Regions from separate parts of the Aedes albopictus genome. Here region 2 is linked to region 1. A link is a contact called in public Hi-C data. All regions are on one chromosome and are shown on one strand. Each heading gives the region's core, a stretch centred on a gene start, on an enhancer-like site or on the middle of the called end of the contact. The rest is flanking DNA. Distances are from core to core; before and after follow the strand shown. Region 1 holds the start of LOC134285660 (bifunctional coenzyme A synthase). Region 2 holds the start of LOC134285665 (bolA-like protein DDB_G0274169).

Region 1 (5,409 bases), core at 2,426-4,925:
GAGAATTTTGACACTAGAGCGGGGTCTGTTCCAATCAGAATCGTCCAATTCTGATTGGAACGGCCCCGCTCTAGTGTCAAAATTCTCGGACCGCGATGAATTCGGTTCATCGGTGGATAAGACAACGAGTACGTGTCTCGGAACACCGAAGCAAATAATCTACTCATTATTTATGTTATAATAATATTATCAATTTCATACATACCCTATGTTTTGTCCGTTTTGTCTTAAATGTGATGTTGAGGAAATAAATGCATACATGTGTGTACGACCACTAGATCATTAACCCCATGCAATGTTTCGATTTACTACATATAATGTTTTAATCATGAGCTACGAAGGTGAAGTTTAAATAATAAAATTTTAATTTAATGGAATTCGCGTGCACAGATGAGCCTAATGCCGTTTTTCTTTATTATTCAGTTCCAACCTGGGTTGGAACTGGATCAGATCACAGTTTCAACCCCAACCCGATTTCGGTTTCGCTTGTACTAAAATTTGTTTGACGTTGTTTGTTTACACATTTTCCGCCAATCCAGTTCCAACCCAGGTTCAAAAAGAAAAACGACATAAATTGCTAAATTCATTCTATCTCCCAACTGCCAATGAGATTCTATCGATAGAAACACAGATACAAAGTTTTCCAATAAGAACCTATAAGAACCATTATGATTTTTAGTACATGCACATCTCGATACACATATGTACACACACACAGACATTTGTGAGAGAGTTGCAAGGTAGGTCCCGTTAGCTTAACAACTGTTTGTTTTTTTTTGCGACAGGCAAAAGCGCGGTTCGCTAATAAATATTATCAGTTTTGCAAAAGCGTACTCGATAGTCGTCGATCAGAATAGATAAGAACTATATAATCACATCGTCCAGATATGCCAACAGCAATGCCGTACACGGACGTACATCGCGCGTTCGCGCAAGCTATAGCCCACCATGGCACGATGAGTGCCAAACAAGCCTATAAGGCACTACTTGCCATCTACGCGAAATGTAAGTAAACGAGTAAACCCTATTTTTCATAAAAGAAACCTTCATTGAATCATCTCTCTTCCCATTAAGATCACGACGGCGAAGAGATCCCTTCGGAGGACGATATCCCCGAGGTGGTGGCGTCCATCAACGGCAAACTGTACCGCTACGACCAGAAAATTTGCTTCGTCCACTACGAACCGGCCGATACGGACTTTTACGTGTTCTGCAATTTGGTGGAGTCGCAGATCGATCGGATTCAGAATTACTACAGCGAATCGGAAACGACCCTGTTCCGGCTGGTGCTGCGGGAGATGGCCACGAGCGAAGAGCACAAACTGAAACCGATCATGTGCCTGAATCTGACGGGGGAGATCCAAGGCAAGCAACTCAGCAAGGTGCGAGCCGAGCAACTGCTGGACCAGTGGGAAAAGATGGGATACTTTGTGCAGCTGGGTGGGATGTGGCACTTCGGGCCGAAGGTAATCGGCGAGTTCGATCGGTACCTAACGACCAACTATCCGGAACAGATGCGGATGTGCAAACTGTGCAAGGAATCGGTGTTCTACGTAAGTTGGGTGGCGGCAGTGTGTCAATTGAATGCCTATTTTATATTCTTATTTGTTTTACAGGGTGTTCGATGTGAGAAGTGTCCTGAATCATTCCACAAGGATTGTATGAAGAAGTATCTCAGACGGTTGACAAACTGTCCTGGGTGTAAAAATCTGTGGTCAACTCCTGTTTGATGATAAATTTTAAATTTCACGTTCTGTATGTACCTGTCAAAACATTTGAAATAAATCCTAAATTTAATTTTAATTTTTGAGAAATTTAAGTTGATATCCCTGGTAGAACTAGTTTTAACTTCCTGGAAACGATGCTAAAAAGAATCCCAAAAGAATGTGATACGAAGTATACATTTAACGGCCCAGGAATCCCAATACCTATAACGTTTATTTTGTCAACAATAAAATTCACAGCTTCAGCTTCAACTCCTCCACCAAATCCGCCCACACCTTCTCCGCTTGCGTTTGTGAATACTCGTAGCTCCAAGCCGTACAAAATACAATATCCGAATTCTTTACCAACTCGCTGTTACTAATCTGTGCCTTAATCCTCTTATCGGCTTCCTCTTCGGTCAAACCGTTTCGCTCCATCAATCGCTGGATGGCTTCCTCGCGGGGAATAATGCAGGACCAAATCTCGTGGCAAGCGCTTTGCCATCCCGCTCGCAGCAGCACAGCTGCTTCCATAATAATGATCTGCTTGTTCTGCTTCTCGTACATTTCCTTGATACGTTGCTTGGCCCGCTCCAAAATGGCGTCCCACAAAATTGTGTTCAACAAATCCAGCTTGTCCGGATCGGAGAAAACAATCGCACCCAGAGCCTTCCGGTTGATCGTCTTGTCCTCATTCAGAATGCCCATGCCAAAGTTGTTGATCACCGTTTGGTAGCAATCCTCGCCCGGTTCGTACAGCTCATGGGCAATCTTATCGCAATCGATCACCCCCGCGCCAAGCTTAGCGAAACGTTCCGCCATTTTGCTTTTGCCGGCTGCCACCCCACCGACCAGTCCGATGATGTACGGCTTCGAGCTGAGATGTGGTTTCGCATCACGCGGTTTGAGGCGCGTTCCCAACAGATCCATCCGCTGGTTGCTGGAACTGATCTTATCTTCCTTGTCTTCGACAGTGAGTTCATCGTCCAGTAGATCGATCGTGTGCACCTTGAGTTGGTTGAGTCCGTTTTTGGCGCGAAGTTCGTTCACCTTGGCGCCACCTCGAGACGTTTCCGTGCTGACGACGATGAGCTGAAATGTTACGAAAAAGATGTGCAATCTTGAGTATCATATTCGGTACGTTAATATCCATTTAAAACCTACATCCATGTGTGGATCAGTTGCCGTTGGTCCGAAGGGGTCGCTGATAGGAACAACTTCGTGCTTCAAAGTGCAATCGACGTCGTCGATAAACGCTCGAACATCTTCAATCCTTCGCTCGGTTGGCAGAATCAGCTCCCATAGCTTTTTGCTCTTGATCATATTCTCGTCGGTCACTCCAACGACCAACCGCTCTTCGGCCAACAGCGCCGCTTGCGATAGCAAAACCTTGTGCCCGGCGTGGATGCGATCAAACGTTCCTCCGAGAACGACATTTTTAAATGTTTCACTAGACTCGATGAGCTCCCTTGCATCGATCGCAAACGGTTGCGTTCCGAGTTCGATCACACTCGAGCCGGGGTAGGTCTTCGTCACATCCAATCCGTCTTGTTGCGGATCCACGCAGTAGTCGTAGAAAAGATAATCAACGGGGCGACTCACCGGAATAATCTCTTTCGATTTAAGTGAACTAATCAGAATACGCAAGTCCACCCCTGGACCGAGCACCTTTGGCGAACTTTGATACACGGTGGCAATAAATTTACTAAAAGCGGTCGGTTTCGCCACCTCCTGGAACCGTGGATGTAGCTGAACGTAGAGAGTTCCCAGTGCATACTTTCGAGTGGCGGCCAAAGTACTGGCGATGTTGGCTAGGTGTACCGCCGTCAGCAGACCCGTTTTTGAGGACATGACTACAGTTTCGGTAATATCACTTATATCACATAATAAATTATTAGAATTTCATGCACCAGCGGCAGCAGTATAGCTGGGCTATTAACTTTCTCAATTTGTTATCATCACTGGACTTTGAACGTGTATCGATAATTTTCCGTGCAATTTTAATGTCAAACGCGATGTTTTTGGACTTCTATGTTACATTTTGATTTGACAGTTGAACAAATTTATCTAGCACAAAGTTAACACACTTCTGGAACACTGTGTTCAACTTGAGAAGTTTTATTTTGAGAACTTGAGAAGTTTAAATTACTCTAACCAACGTCCGCACATATCGCAGTGCGAATATAGATTCGGATCACTACTTAGTCGCTGTATGCATGCGCTCAAAACTTTCGACAGTTATCACCACGCGTCGAAGTCGAACGCCGCGGCTCAACATCGAGCAACTTCGTAACGTAGAAGTGGCTCAAGACTACGCGCAGCAGTTAGCAGTGGCCCTACCAACGGAAGAGCAGCTTGGCGCAGCTACACTTGAAGATGGCAGGAGGGACATCCGATCCGTCATAGGTAGTACCTCGGCTACAGCACTAGGCTTCGCGACTCCGAATCACAGAAACGACTGGTACGACGGCGAATGTGAACAGTTGAAAAACGAGAAGAATGCAGCATGGGCGAGAATGCTGCAACACCGTACACTCAGGCAAATAAACCTAAGATTACCATTAGGTCTAAGTTATGAAATGGTCTTTAAACAATTCATAACGGCTAGATTAAATTTCATAAGGTCGGTTTATGACGCAGAATCGACTCACAGTTTGGCTTTTATACATATTTAGCACCACAAAATTCTCAAGCGTCGATAGCCGCGTGGGTTGGGCACGAGCTCAGTGATCTCGACGTTCATGGATCGATTCCAGTCTGCATCATTTTACGATTTTTCTGCTCTTTTCATAAGTTTATCTTATGTAATTAGGTCATAATAAGCATGTTTAATTTTCATAAGCTATTCCTATGGCATCCATACTTTACAGTTATGGCTAAATTTCATAAGGTATTTTGATGCATTTAGATAGTTTACTTCGCTGAGTGTACGAGAGCGAATTAAGGCGTGTTACAAACAGGCGCGGAACAGGCAGAACTCAGTCTTCCGGATGAAGAAGCGCCAGCAGGAAGAACGAGATCGCGAAGCGATGGAAGAGCTGTACCGCGCTAAGGACACACGAAAGTTCTACGAGAAGCTGAACCGCTCGCGCAGAGGCTTTGTGCCACAAGCCGACATGTGCCGAGATAATCACGGGAATATTCTCACGAGCGAGCGTGAGGTGGTCGGGAGGTGGCGGCAGCATTACGATGAGCACCTCAATGGCGACGTTGCAAGTACCGAAGGTGGCGTGGTAACAGATCTAGGAGTATGTGCACAGGACGAAAGACTTCCGGCCCCTGATCTTCAAGAGATTGAGGAGGAGGTTGGCCGGTTGAAAAACAACAAGGCCGCTGGAGCAGACCATCTACCAAGCGAGCTTCTAAAATACGGTGGAGAAGCACTGGTGAGAGCACTACACTGGGTCATTACCAAGATTTGGGAGGAGGAAGTATTACCGGAGGAATGGATGGAAGGTATCGTGTGTCCCATCTACAAAAAGGGCGACAAGTTGGATTGCGGGAACTACCGCGCGATCACACTACTGAGCGCTGCCTACAAGATACTCTCTCAAATTTTATGCCGCCGTCTATCACCGATTGCAAGAGAGTTCGTGGGGCAATATCAGGCTGGATTTATGGGTGAACGCGCTACAACGGACCAGATGTTCGCCATCCGCCAGGTGTTGCAGAAATGCCGCGAATACAACGTGCCCACACATCACTT
Region 2 (5,259 bases), core at 1,136-3,635, 220 kb before region 1:
TATTACAACAACCTGAAAACCAAAAGGGAATAATTTCGGAATAACTCAAAAGAAATTACACGTTCCTTGATCCTCGTCGCCACTTTTATATTCTTCGACAGAAGAATAATAAAGATGTTGACAAGTCCAAGGCTTGTGCCGTATCTGCTGTGTGGTCCAATGACCACCCGTATTTATACCACCGACGAACCGACGTGACAGTGGTGATTCAAAAGTGTCCCCCCCCCAAATTTAACGGTCGACCACCGAAGCGAGCGATCGCTTCTGTCAAATCAGCGCAGACGCGAACCGTTTCCTATATGAACACACGGGGGTTCGATGTCGAGCTATCAAATCATCGCGAGCCGTTATAGAGGTGGCGATAGTGTTTGGCTATTTTTCATCATGGCGTCGCGGACAACAAATTTGAATTTATTTGTTCCAGCTGTCACGTCGGTTCGTCGGTGTTTATACTACCTTAGGTAGACATAATGAATCATACCATTTAGGTATTGTCATGAATAGTATTTCATGTAGGTAGATATCCTATGCACACAACCATTAGGTAGACACTACACTGCGTAAATAGTTTGAGTAAAACCAGCATTACGGCAAAGATTTTGGTGAACAAAAGTATTTTTCCACATTCGAATTACATATTATTTGCATAGGTACATGCATACCCACAACTCTGTGGGATTTTCTTCTGAAAGATACTATAAAAGCCCACAACTTTTTATTCAAAATCAAAGTTTTTAGTTTAAAAAAATCTAAAAATCCATATCGGAATATTCAGATACATAGATTCCCCCTGAAACTACAGTCAACTTTCGGTCGTTGGGCTACGTTTAGGTGGGTTACGTTTTAACTGGGCGCCCGTTAGGTGGGCTATAGCCCAGTTAAAACGAAGTCAAACGTCACTTTTTGACGTGAAGCACGATTTGTCAAGGTTGGTAGCCCTGAATCTCTATTGTTAAAGATTATTTGACAGCTCAAAACTCAGCCCACCTAGTGAAAGTCTTTCACTAACTGGGCTAAGAGCTTAGTGCAACGAGCGAAAGTTGACTGTACCTATCTATTGCGTCGGCGTCTTGGTCGGCGTTAAGTCAGACCGGGCCATCCGTTTTTCAATAATTTCGAGTACACCCTGCAAGCACTAGACATTTCAAATCTCTATCATTATTTTCAGAAATACTATTATTCTTTTATGTAATGACTCATATGCATGAAAATAACGTCGAAAAGTTAAGTTAATTTTAGAGTTGCTTGTTCGGCTGTTCTATTTTCGGTAAAAGTTCGGTAAACATTATCGATGCTTAAGTAGAGTTTACTGAACGTTTGGTAATTTTTTGCCGAACTTCAGTAGTTGTGTTTTGCTGAAAATTCGGTAATCTGAACTTTTACCGAAAATAGAACAGCTGAATACGGTACTTTTTTTAAGTGTGTAACGAATTCTTCAGCTTATCTTTACCTGCCCGAAAAATCGCGTAGTCCACTCTGACTGAACGCCGACCATATCGAGGTGAGAAATCGCGACTCGAATGAGGTGACACACCGTGCAAATCAAATGAAAAGTCTAGAGATAAGTGACATTTCAACACACGTACACTAGCTTGAATTTTTCCATACACTCAGAAATAAAAGTATACACGGAATTACTATTATTTATGCATTTTGTATCCGCATCTCTCTCACTCTCTTTCTGTTTTCATGCTATCTGCCGTTTAGCCTGGGTTGAAGAGAAGTGTTTCGTCAACCCAGGCGAAGCACCAGATAGCATGAAAACAGAAAGAGAGTGAGAGAGATGCGGATACAAAATGCATAAATAATAGTAATTCCGTGTATACTTTTATTTCTGAGTGTACACAAAAATGCACGCCAATTCAAAGGCTATTCAGATTGCATATGAAAATATTACCCAATTAATTTGGGTAAAACGGCTAAATTATGATAAAACTAACAACCGGGGTAAGAGTGCATATATTTTCCCTCAAGTTTCACAACTACACCTACAAAAGAGACACGCATACATTTGAACGTGATTACCACTATACCTACTCGCATTTGAGTCGAGATCTCTAACCTCGATACCTACCTACATAGTTAACTCTTATGTGAAAAACAGAATGAACGACGATTACCTATGATTTCAGGTAAACAAGACGGGTAAATTTCTCGGAGTGTAAATTTGACGAGTTTGCTATATTTTGTTTTTAAAAATCACAAATATCCACTAGAACCAAAACAGTTTTCGGTTGCATATGGCTAATCTCACCTCGTAGGCTGGGAATTATATTCATAATCCGACGAAGCACTAAAATTAATAACAATTTAAACTTCAAACTGGAAAAATGCGATTGCTGGATTGTTATGTGCACTGCGAATCGTAAACAAATCGGTATTTTTCCTCGCTTTGATCGTTTAGCTCGTTTAGCTTTAACAGTTAGCTTTCAGACAACCATTCAACGGACGGACCAACTGTGCGTTCTGTCAAAATTTCTAATCGCGGTGAGCGGCCATCATCACCGGAGCGCGTCGCAGCGTAGAGGTATAAACAAACAACATATTTTTTCGGTAAGTTTTACTGAAATTTACCTCGTTACAGCAACTAAACCAGGAAATCCGCGCACCACCATGGGACGTCGAAAGTCGAAGAGAAAGCCCCCGCCGAAGCGCAAGAATATCGAACCCCTGGACCAGCAGTTCAATTGCCCCTTCTGCAACCACGAAAAGTCCTGCGAAGTGAAGATGGACAAGAGTCGGAACTCGGCGCGCATAACCTGTCGGGTGTGCATGGAGGACTACCAGACGTCGATAAACTTCCTGTCGGAACCGGTCGACGTGTACAACGATTGGGTGGACGCGTGCGAGAGTGCCAACTAAATCACCGGCTGGGGGCGCTTCTGGAAGAGCTTTGTACCGGGAAAACTAGGGCCAGGCATATGTATTAGGGTGTGTAATAAGCATCGGGATATTTATCACTAATAACTACTAAAGTTAGATCACTTATGGACACAAGCAGTAGATTTAACAAACGATTTGCTGAATTTTACTAAATGAAATATGAGCATTTAGTATTTAAGCGTGTGAAAATTTCAAGATTTATTTTGAGAAATAAATTAGAGTAGTAAGCGCAAGCCTGAGGATTGATTTGTTTCTATTTAATGCTGACAATGTTTTGAATGATTCAAAGCTGAAAAACATTTTATAATTAAAATAATGAGGGGTGTTGTAGAGGTCTCTACAGCTTTCTTAAGTACATATCAAATTAATCATCAATCCCCGCCCCCAACTGTCGCAAGGTCGTAGCCAGGACAGCTCTCGACCATTGCAAAATTTTCCCCTTAATATCTTGTCTTAGCCGTTTTTCTTTATTATCCAGTTCCAACCTGGGTTGGAACTGGATCAGATCACAGTTTCAACCCCAACCCGATTTCGGTTTCGCTTGTACTAAAGTTTGTTTGACGTTGTTTGTTTACACATTTTCCGCCAATCCAGTTCCAACCCAGGTTAAAAAAGAAAAACGGCATTAGAATCATTGATTATCCATAAGCCTAGCTCTGTGTTTTTATAACGAACGGGTAGGAGGTAACCCTCTTTACAGCGGTCTAGAACTGTACCTCCTACTCCTAGGTACGAATAGTGCTTGCTGCTAATGCCAAACATCTAAAACTGCACAAATTCAATACTCGAGCTTGTTTGGCTCAGTAAATCGATTAATGCATTTCTGGCCAAAATTCCTTTCATTCGTCAAGGTATGAAAAACTTTTAGAAATGGCATTATCGTGCGTATCGATTTAGGCAAAATGTTGAGAACTCAGTAGAAAATAACTAAGCTGAAACATTCAAGCATTCAAGTCTTTCTGTGTGGTCTGACATTGTCTAACTTAGCAAAGAATGGTTTTTATTGGATGTGTTAATCACTGTTTTTTATCTGTTTTATTGATGTTTTATTGGCTCACCGAGAAACATCAATAAAACAGATATTGTGGCGTTAGCACTAAATTGGTTTCCGATAAAACTTCATTGACTTCCGCTGCCTTTCCTATGCGTTAAACATTACGTCGGAAGTGCAATGTATAGAAAACCAGATTTACTGTAGTGCTAAACGCACAATAAATAAAAACATGGTTTGGTTCATCTGAGTAAGGTTTATTCATATTGTGACTATAGATTTTTTTTCAGTGTCCTAAAAAACATCGCATCCATTCATATTGCGCCTTTGAATATGCAATACACAATACACAATTTACTGTACATTAGGGTGTCCCAAGATTTAAAAAGTATGTAATATTCTGTGATTACTGTTCACGGGATAATTGGGTTGTTTAGCGAATTAAATATTGCCATTTTCTTTAGCCTAATCGAAAGAGCTCATTTTTCTGAGTATAAGGTGAATTTAATGCGATCCAATTCCTTTATTTTGATGATCAAATAAACAAAACAGTTTTAATTTCCGTGGATAGAATGACAGTTCAATCGATAAAGTGACAGTTCGCCCCGAACAAAAAATTTTCCCCATACAAACTTTAAATGCATTTTAAAAATAGTTCCCGGGCGCCAAAAATGATGAAATTTTGGATTTCGACTAATTTTTGGACGGAGATTCCGATTATGCAATAATCTGGATACAATAGACGTTCGATCGGTGCAAACGCTTTAACTGCAATGCTTTTTAACTGCAAGTCCGCTAAGTGCAACAATTTTGCAGTTATCGCACCGCTATCCGTCAAAATGAAATGTCAACAGCGATGCGATGTTTTTCGCATGCACTTTTGATGCAGTGCGATGTTTTCCGAATGCACTATCGCTGCATTCTGCAGCAACTGACAGCTCTTTGACGTCTGTCAGTTGTTGCAGTTATCGAATTTCATTCGCTAAGTGAAAAGTAAACATGTTGCAGTTACCGAACGTCTACTGTACCCCTAAAGAACCCACGACGAGCCTGGATAAAACAAAGAGGAGAAACGTCAAAATTGGAACAGTCGATTTAGTGTCATCCCCATAGTTCCAATCGAGCAGGAGACCTGTCAAAGCGACAAGGATTCGCCACTTTGGTATACTCGAGACACTTTAGTTTTGATCAATCAAACTCATATAAAGCCACAATTTTTCAGAGAAAATTAACCATTCATAATATGCTCATATTGACTTATGCTTCACTCCGAATGAAGAGCAATTCTATTATTCATATTTTTTTCTGCTATTAGGCTGACACAGATTTCGATTTTTTCTTATGTCTTATGGAGGATTTTTTTTTTTTTTTTTTTTTTTTTTATA

Evidence for each region. A called contact is a pair of places that touch in the nucleus more often than the background predicts.
Region 2: a contact with region 1 is called in a Hi-C map of whole body, with 5 times the contacts expected there. The contact joins the promoter of LOC134285665 here to the promoter of LOC134285660 in region 1. A contact is called at or near these places in 2 of 3 Hi-C or Micro-C datasets (embryo and whole body).

The regions. Positions count from the first base shown.
Region 1 is chr1:282,211,111-282,216,519 of AalbF5, reverse strand. It overlaps LOC134285660 (bifunctional coenzyme A synthase), which reads right to left and starts at 3,675. Exons shown (of 2, transcript XM_062846858.1): 1 at 2,868-3,675; 2 at 1,920-2,795. The coding sequence starts at 3,554. The coding sequence ends at 1,959. LOC134285661 (non-structural maintenance of chromosomes element 1 homolog) reads left to right here and starts at 765. Exons shown (of 3, transcript XM_062846859.1): 1 at 765-1,005; 2 at 1,075-1,553; 3 at 1,617-1,803. The coding sequence starts at 888. The coding sequence ends at 1,730.
Region 2 is chr1:282,431,574-282,436,832 of AalbF5, reverse strand. It overlaps LOC134285665 (bolA-like protein DDB_G0274169), which reads right to left and starts at 2,385. Exons shown (of 3, transcript XM_062846903.1): 1 at 2,255-2,385. The coding sequence starts at 2,279. LOC134285667 (transcription elongation factor 1 homolog) reads left to right here and starts at 2,434. Exons shown (of 2, transcript XM_062846905.1): 1 at 2,434-2,527; 2 at 2,585-3,116. The coding sequence starts at 2,614. The coding sequence ends at 2,862.